3 separate regions of the Mus musculus genome follow, and regions 2 and 3 are each linked to region 1. Evidence: chromatin contacts called from public HiChIP or PLAC-seq and promoter capture Hi-C data. All regions are on one chromosome and are shown on one strand. Each heading gives the region's core, a stretch centred on a gene start, on an enhancer-like site or on the middle of the called end of the contact. The rest is flanking DNA. Distances are from core to core; before and after follow the strand shown.

Region 1 (2,700 bases), core at 85-2,584:
GTAGACCAGGCTGACTTGAACTCACAGAGATCTTCCTGCTTCTGCCTCCTGAGGGCTGGGATTAAAGGCATGCACCACCATCTCCAGGTGCAATCCTAACTTCTGAAACACATCCATCCACTAGGCATTCGTTGTCAGGGTAATGCAAAGGGGTCGTGTCTGTGAGATCCTTCACAGCACCTCCTGAGTTCACAGAAAATGGTTAATGGCCAAAAATATCAGCTTGCAGGCATAGAAGTGGGCCTTTTAGGAGGCTGGCCTATGGCTATCGATTTTTCCAAACTTATGACTGATTCTCTTAATTTGGCTCCAAACCTTGTTGGGTCTCTGTATTTCCTAGTTATCCTTTGGAATCTCTGCTCCCACAGACTTCAGTTGTTTTTGGTTTTAGGATCTTCCCTATCCTCATCCTGATCCTGAGAGGGTTCAACTCTGGAAAACAGTTCCTGACACTCCTCTTAAGAAACAGAATGACTTTGAGACATTGATGTATCTCCCCCGCCTCCCCACAGGGTTTCTCTGTGTAGCCCTGACTGTCTTCGAACTCATTCACTCTGTAGATTAGGCTGGCCTCCAACTCAGGAAAAGGCTCAAGACATTCTGACCTGTTATTAAGTGGGTAGACTTTTGGGTGCAAATCCTTTCTTTGAAAACATATCCCAGGCCTATTTTAACAAAAGACACCCCCAGAAAAGGAGCGTTGTAGACCTGCTTTATTATCACCTCTCCACGCATGGAGACAAATCCCCTCCTCTCTGCACACATTCTCCATTGCTCCCTTTCACAAACACCTTGATCTGACAACTCTTGGAAGCCGGGTGTTACTCTATTCTACTTCCAGAGGAAGAAACTTCCCCAGGCTCGGGGTCACTGCTGAGCCTGGGACAGCGTCTCCTCCCGTTTGTCCTGAGACCTCACCCTCCAGGAGTCGGCAACGCTGGTGGAAGATGTAGCAGGGTTCTTCCTTGTACAGAGTCTGTTCGTGGATCGGGGCGGCACGGTGGAAGCGTGGGTCATTCCAGCCGCGCTCCCACGGCGGGAAGATCGGCCTCGCCAGCCACGGGACGAAGTGCTTCTTGCCCTCGTAGGTAATGGGCTCCAGACCGGGGATCTCGTACACCCTGTCCAGGGGGCGAGGCTCGGGCTTCCGCGTGGAGCGCACGCCCCACTCATACGCCCCACGTTTCGGAGTCCCGTAACCTCCGAGGCCGAGCCTTCCAGAGCCAGCGAGTGCCCGCAGAGCGGGCCCGGACGCCAAGGCCATACCGACTCCGTTTCTACAAAACCTCTACCTGGACGCCGCCATCTTTGCCCGTGCAGGGACTGCTGGGAGCCAAAGGGGCGGAGCGCAATGACGGGTTTTTGCGAATGACAGACACTTCACCCAATCACAATTAGAATATGCTTGCTTTGTCCCCGCCCCTCAGGCAGTTCCCATCCTTATTGGTGGAACCTGGAAGGTGCTCTTTGCTTGGGGTTTCTGAAGTGCCACACGTGAAGAAACTTGCTGGTAGGTAGGTGAGCGCGGTGGTGGAGCTCGCGGCCGGCGCGGAGGAGCGTAGGGACCTCAGATCTGTACTTTGCACGCCTTTGACCCTTAGGCATTTAGAACGTGAGAGGGCCCGGTCTCCTCGCTGTAAAATTAGGAGTTAAAATGCCTTAGCGGGTCCGACGCCTCATGAGTTCTGGAACTGCCATCCTTTCCGCCCTTCTCAGCGTTGCCCACACTTTCCTGGCTGCGGCTTCCCAGAGCCTGCGAGTGGCCCGGGTACCTCTTTCTATGCCAGCTTGGCGGCCGACTGCTGGCACTGCGGCTCGCCCGGCGCCGAACGCGAGTTACTTTTGCTCTGCTGCTGCTAAGTTTTCCGATTCCCGGAGGCGGGTCCAGTGCACTGGCTTCTGGCAGGCTCGCTGCGGGGGTCAGAGTGAGGACTGTGCTAAGTAAGCATCGGGTGGGCATAGGTTGAGGGACCACCGAGTGAGTACATGAGTGCACGACGTGAACGGTGGCAACACACACATGCTTCCTGTCCCTTAGGTCTTTTCTCTTGTTTGACCACTGTCAGAGTTGCATTGTTTAGTGACCGGCCCGTGAACTCTCCCTGGCTTCTAGAGCAGTTGCGTGACACACACTTTAGGTTAACAAATGAATACATAGTAGAACAAATAAGGTGCTTGGTAATGACAAGGGGAACACTTGAGAAGGTCTCTGAGAGGAGATGACCTTTCAGCCAAGGCCTGAAGAGTAGGGATAAGCATCCAGGGCGAGGCTGCAACAGGGATTGTGCCTCCCAGATGGGAAGGAACTTCATCTTTAAAATTGTGCATGAAGTGGCCACCTTGTCTACCAGTTTCCAAAACGACTGAGACAATAGGACTATTTAACCCCCATGAATGCAAAAGAGGCAGAGGACAATATGACTAACACTCAGACTACCCAGCAGTTTACAGTTAAAGCATTTTCATTTGTCTTAGTACATCTCCTTCCCAAATGCTAAGAGTAATTGCCATAAAGAGAGGCACCATTCACTCAGTTATCTGATGCACAGTACAGATGGAGTGACTGGATGAGTATAACACCGTGCTAGGTCTTAACAAGGACAGGGACCGTGTCCTGTGCCTTCTGCCTTACAACACCAAATCCTGTACCCAGCTCCCGGACTATAGAGGGAACGAACACTCACCAGGCCATGGGAGCTT
Region 2 (2,830 bases), core at 7-2,506, 200 kb before region 1:
TGTTCGGGGATGCCCCACCAGGCCTGATGGCCCAGCGAAAGCAATCACCTATGGAGGCAGGGGGGTGGGGAAGTGGGTCGGAAGGGACCCTTTAAGCACTGCGGTCCTCTTTTGCCACCCCCTCCACCTATCCCCAGGCCTCTGCCTGGCTGACAGCCCAGCTGGAAGCAATTGTAGGCACCCCCAGCCTAGACGCTGCATCCCGCAAAAAGCCCTGGTAAATAGCAGCCCACACCCTAGACAGCCTGCAGCGCCCCTCCCCTGCCCCCTTGCAGCCCCCTGCCCGGAAATTTAAAACAACTGCTCAACACAGTCTTAAATCCTCCAGGAAGGGGCTTGGGTTGACAGAATGCAAGTTTGAGGCTAGCCTAGGCCCTGCCTGGAAATCTCAGGGTCCCCAGCATCCCCTGAATTGCCATGAAATACCTACTCCTTCCTCAGCTCAGGATGGCCAAGGTCTGGTCCTCTGCTGTGTCCTGGCATGGGGATTGCCAGGGAGCAACAGTAACCCGTGTATTGGAAGAACTGGCAAACAAACCATCATGGTACCTTGCGGGCTTGAGTCTCCTCCTCTATCAAATAGGTGTGACTTTTAGTTAGTCTACCTCTCGGGGTAATATCGGAGCTGGTGTTCAGGTGGAGTAGTGGGTGGAGCTGAGATGGTAGCTTACGTCTGTGGTATACACGAAGCCTGGGCCCAACATGTAGAAACCAGGAATTGTGTACCTCTCACTCCAGCATTTGGAAAGTGGAAGCAAGAGGCTCAGACCTTCATCTCTTCAGCTGCCGAGTGAACTCCAGGCCAGCCTGAGCTACAGGAGACCCTGCCTCAGGTGTTGGCATGATGGCTCGTTGAGTAAAGCCACTGATAGGCTTGACAAGCTGAGTGCAAGCATTGCCACCCACACGCTGGAAGGAGAGAGCCAGGCCCTGCACATCATTTTCTGATCTTCATATATGTGTCATGCACACCCTTACCCCCACCATTTCCACAAATAAATATTATGAAAAGGTTTGTTTTAAGACTCATCTCAGAAAAAAAAAAAAAAAAAGAGGGGACTCCTGCCCAAAGGAGGACAGCCACGAACACTGTGGCCATTGCATTGTGTACACTGCTCACTCCTACTGCCCATCCATACCCCTGGGGTTGTGTCGGCTTCCCCTGGGAAGTATGAGGAGGAAGGAATAGAGCCAGTCCCTGCACCAGATGGGTCTTAGGCAGCATCGAAAGGCCCCAGGCAAGCCTCGGACAAATCCCCTGCCCCGCCCCGCCCCCACACTGGGACAGACCTCAGCCAGCAGGCCTCCCAGCTTTGATCAATACAGGGCAGGCAGCCAAGGCGGCTGCAGGCTTCATCCTCCCAAGAGGCCCTAGCTCAGCCAGGGTCACAGTGGGGAGGGGCTGACGCCCTACTCAGGGGCTGGGGGCAGGGTAGGGGGAACAGAGAAGGAGAGGCTCACCCACAGTCCTTTACTTCTTTGCTGTTCAGTGGTCTGTTCAGTCCGCAAATACTTAGTGAGCACCAGCTATGTACCAAGCCCTGTCACCAACACGGTGCCATTACAAGGAGCAGCTCTCAGGAAACACACAGAGAAGAGAAAAGAAGCATAAACAAAACAACAGAAAGGGTACTTCCAAAAGGTGGCGAAAGCTGGGCATGGTGGTGCCTACCTGTAGTCCCAGAACTTGGCAGGCAGAGGACACAGAATCATGAGTTCAAGTCCAGCCTGAGCTGCATAGCATAGACTCTGCCTCAGTAGATAGATAGATAGATAGATAGATAGATAGATAGATAGATAGATAGACAGACAGATAGATAGTTTGTTCATTTGAGACAGGAGCTCTCTATGTAGTCCTGGCTGTCCTGGAAATCTCTAATGTAGACCAGGCTGGTCTCCACCTCACAGAGTTCTGACTGTCTCTGCCTCCTGACTGCTGGGATTAAAGGCATATACCACTATACCTGGCTATTTTAAATGAATAAACAGAAAATGACTGCTGGACATGGTGGCACGCAACTCTAGTCCCAGCACACAGGAGGTAGGGATAAACAGTCTCTGTGAGTTCGAGGACAGCCTGGGCTACACAGTGAAATTCTGTCATGGAAAAAAAAAAAAAGCATGATATGAGATTTTATCCCAGAGATTCATAGTGTGAAGAGAAAACTGACCTCCAAAAGTTGTGCTCTGCCCTCTACATGCACATTTGTGTACACACACACACACACACACACACACTACATATACATCATATCCAATAATAAACAAAATAAAACTTAAAATAATGATATCCATTTACTTAGTTGTTTTTTTTTTTTCCTTTGCCGTGATAAAATACCCTGGCAAAGGCAACCTAAGGGAGAAAGTATTTATTTGGCTCACAATTCCAGATTATAGCCTATTCTGGCAGGGAAGTCACAGCTGCAGAAGTATGAAAGATCTGGTCACATTACATCCATTCTCACAAGCAGAGAACAATTGACTACTACATGCATTCTAGTGCTCAGTTGGCTTTCTCCAGGCTTATACAGTTAGATTCTCCTTCCTAGGGAATGGTGCTTCCCATAGTGAGCAGTTTCTCAGTGTGAGTTCCAGAATAGCCATACACAGGGAAACCCTGTCTTGGTGGAGGGTGCATGGGTGGAGGTAGACATGTCTGTAAGCCCAAAGCTGTGAGGGACAGAGACAGAGCACCAACCACTGTGTCTTGCTGGCCACCCGCCTACCTCCAGGTTCAGTGTATCATGAAAATAAGACAGAATGATAGAGCAGGATACTTAACATCCTCCTTTGGCCTCTGTACACTCCACATACATCACACACACACACA
Region 3 (2,702 bases), core at 74-2,573, 250 kb after region 1:
AGGTGTTGGGCATGCTTGCACGTCTGAGTTCATAAGCTGATGTTCATTCCGGACATTCAACAACAGTGCTCCACATGCACTCTGAGCCCAGTTACCCCCTTATATAATAAGGGCGCCCCCCTCGGGTTTGCAGCATTGTTCTGAGAGTTGGAGGTCCTGCATAGACAAAGCCCCTCCATATGAATTATATTAACTAATGTGTGTTATTACACCTGACAGCTTGCCAGTTAGGAAAACATTATCTGGAGAGACGGCTCAGTGGAGCACTGACTGCTCTTCCAGAGATCCAGAGTTCAATTCCCAGCAACCACATGGTGGCTCACAACCATCTGTAATGGGATCTAATGCCCTCTTCTGGGGTGTGTCTGAAGACAGTGGCATACTCACATACATAAAATAAATAAGCAACTCTTTTTTTAAAAAGAAAAAAAAACATTATCAATCATGACTGATATTCAGAGTATGTTAGAAGTCAAATTGGAAGTACCCTGCAGGTGAAGCTAAAGACACTGGTCTCCTTGTATGAGCTGTGAATCAAGTGTCTGCTGTTTACACTGCTCCCTCCCAGACAGCAAAAACTGTCTAGGGACCCTTTCAGTCCGTGATAGAATACTGTGAACAGTAATTGTATGCTACTGCCTTGGCTGGTACTGGCCACCCGGAGACTAGAACCATTCCGGATCTTTTTGTTCTCAGTGTTCACAGGCTGGCAAAGATAAGCAAACAGAATTCAGGCAAGCATTGCCAAAGCAGGGTGAAGCCCAGGGGATTAGCAGAGCAACAGGAGTCCCAGAGGAGACGATAGCATCCCCTATGGGCAGGGGGAGACAGTTTTCCAAGCCTGGAGGTCCAGGTAGGAAGCAAACCACAAGGTCGCTTGCCAGACTATGCCAATGTTGTTAAGTCCTGCTGTTTTCGAGGTGACTGTCAGACACCTAGGTGGTACAGCTGAGGGGCCAGCCCTCTGTGAACAGTGACAAAAGAACTTCTTTGATTCACAAGCCATCTGCTATGGTGCCTTCCTCGCTGGTTAAGTTTTCATGGCCAGAGAAACCAGGAACTGGTGACCTATTTTCTTTTTCTTTTTCATTTTTCTCTTTGCATAAGTAAAACGTATAAACAATGAGTAAAACACTCCCGAACTCCTGAGAATTCGCCCCACTTCGCCTGTCTCTTTAAGACCACCGAGAGGGCGGGACTCAGCACCGAGTTACTTGGCGCTCCGGTGTCTTCCGCGTTTTCCGAGTCTTCGCTGGGTGACCGCGTTTGCTTTAAGAGAGGAGGCGGTGCTCTGCCCGGAGGAGGCGGAGAAATCTAACACCCTCCCCCGGATCTCCGGCTTCCGGGATTGGACTGACCGGCTACCAGTGCAGAGCATCCCAGGCCCCAACCTTTCCTGGACAGTTGGACCTCTTCCTGAGAGGTGAGGGCGTCAGGGCTTCTGGGTCAGTTGGGGAATCTCCTACCCTCCCTGTCCTCTGTTGCTCAAGCATCCCCCACCACCACCCAAACCCTGTCTGTGCATCCCTAGATCCCTGACTGCAGGGTCGCTAACAGTTAAGAGCTACTAATTGCCTGGCTCTTCGCTAAGCTCCTTACACGCACTACCTTATAGAATGGTTTAGACACCTTCACGAACCCATTTTACAGATGGGGAGCCTCAAGGAGCGCACACACAGCAGAGAAACAACAGAATCGGGACTCAAACCCAGGTCTGTCTGGGACCTTAAGCCGGCTGCACTGGAATGCTTTCCCCACCACCTCTCCCAAACCCTAGGCTCCCCTTCCATTTTCTTCCATCTCCAGGCTGCATCTGGCCCCTAAACATTCACGCGGCAGCGAGTGTCCCCCGCAGCCAGTCTCTTTTTGTTGATAGGACACTCTTCTAACTCATGGTCTCCGAGCTCACCAGATAGTCTAGGATAACCTTAAACTTACTCAGTCTCCTGCCTCCGTCTCCTAGGTGCTGGGATCGCCGGCATGCACCAGATTTTGTAGGTCCTGAGTATTGAACCCAGGACTTTGTACTTGCTAGGCAAACATTCAAATGAGCTACCACACCAGCTTTCGGTTCCTCTGTAGGCTGTCCAGTGTCGCTCTGGATGGTTCTTCCCTGCACTGGGTGGATTCCGCTCACAGATGTCCTGATCACAGGCTGGGCTGGACATCCACTCACAGAGTCCTGAGTGCTTCTCGACTCTCCTGTGTTCAGTTCTCACCCGTCACATACTCTATTCCCAGGTGCAGTTCCCTTATTCTCCAGCTCACTCCTCTTCTTTAACTCCGAGAGGCTGCTCAGCTCTATACCAACTCTCTTCCTGAGCTATATTAATATAAATATCAAGTTGTATGACCTGTGATAGTTATATAAACTATCAGTCCCCGTTGAAAGAGTAGGCAAGTGTGTGTGTGGGGGGGAGGGATTGCTCAGCAGGTAAAGGTGGCTGTCCCCAAGCATGGTCCTAGTCCCATTCTGGGTCCCTAAGGTAGAAGGAAAGAACTGAATCCCATAGCCACAGAAGATAAAGAGATGGTAGTAATCATTTTTAGTTTCTGACCCACTATGTGGGGCAGGCCACCCTTAAACTCACAGAGATGTGCCTCCACAGTGTTGAGGTTAAAGGCATGCACTACCACTACAGCTGGCTCTCAAAATTCTTTTACTATGAATTCTTTTTGCAGAGTGTTCCATTTTCCTAAGC

What was found. HiChIP or PLAC-seq counts read pairs in DNA pulled down with a chosen protein or histone mark. Capture Hi-C pulls out chosen DNA fragments and counts their contacts.
Region 2: an H3K4me3 HiChIP or PLAC-seq map of bone marrow-derived macrophages shows a contact between it and region 1, with 4 times the contacts expected there. The contact joins the enhancer-like site here to the promoter of Mrpl37 in region 1. A contact is called at or near these places in 1 of 39 promoter capture datasets (liver), 1 of 484 Hi-C or Micro-C datasets (cerebral cortex), 13 of 115 datasets of contacts at active chromatin or transcription factors (bone marrow-derived macrophages, craniofacial prominence, embryonic basal ganglia and 7 more) and 3 of 9 other capture datasets (adipose tissue, liver and pancreatic islet).
Region 3: a contact with region 1 is called in a promoter capture Hi-C map of pancreatic islet. The contact joins the promoter of Yipf1 here to the promoter of Mrpl37 in region 1. A contact is called at or near these places in 3 of 39 promoter capture datasets (hippocampal neurons, liver and pre-B cells), 1 of 484 Hi-C or Micro-C datasets (CD4 T cells), 1 of 115 datasets of contacts at active chromatin or transcription factors (pancreatic cancer cells) and 3 of 9 other capture datasets (adipose tissue, liver and pancreatic islet).

Annotation. Positions count from the first base shown.
Region 1 is chr4:107,065,532-107,068,231 of GRCm38.p6, forward strand. Mrpl37 (mitochondrial ribosomal protein L37) reads right to left here and starts at 1,335. Exons shown (of 7, transcript NM_025500.2): 1 at 919-1,335. The coding sequence starts at 1,264. Cyb5rl (cytochrome b5 reductase-like) reads left to right here and starts at 1,463. Exons shown (of 7, transcript NM_001346552.2): 1 at 1,463-1,514.
Region 2 is chr4:106,865,740-106,868,569 of GRCm38.p6, forward strand. No RefSeq gene overlaps it. Among named protein-coding and RNA genes, the nearest start is that of Gm31125, 27 kb to the left of the region's middle. RefSeq lists an enhancer at 1-1,552. Within about 2 kb of position 1,257, at least 137 of the 459 cell types and tissues checked have an H3K27ac peak or open chromatin away from gene starts, as enhancers often do. A contact at or near this core is called in adipose tissue, bone marrow-derived macrophages, cerebral cortex and 6 more, where this site is marked.
Region 3 is chr4:107,313,040-107,315,741 of GRCm38.p6, forward strand. Yipf1 (Yip1 domain family, member 1) reads left to right here and starts at 1,324. Exons shown (of 10, transcript NM_145550.3): 1 at 1,324-1,423.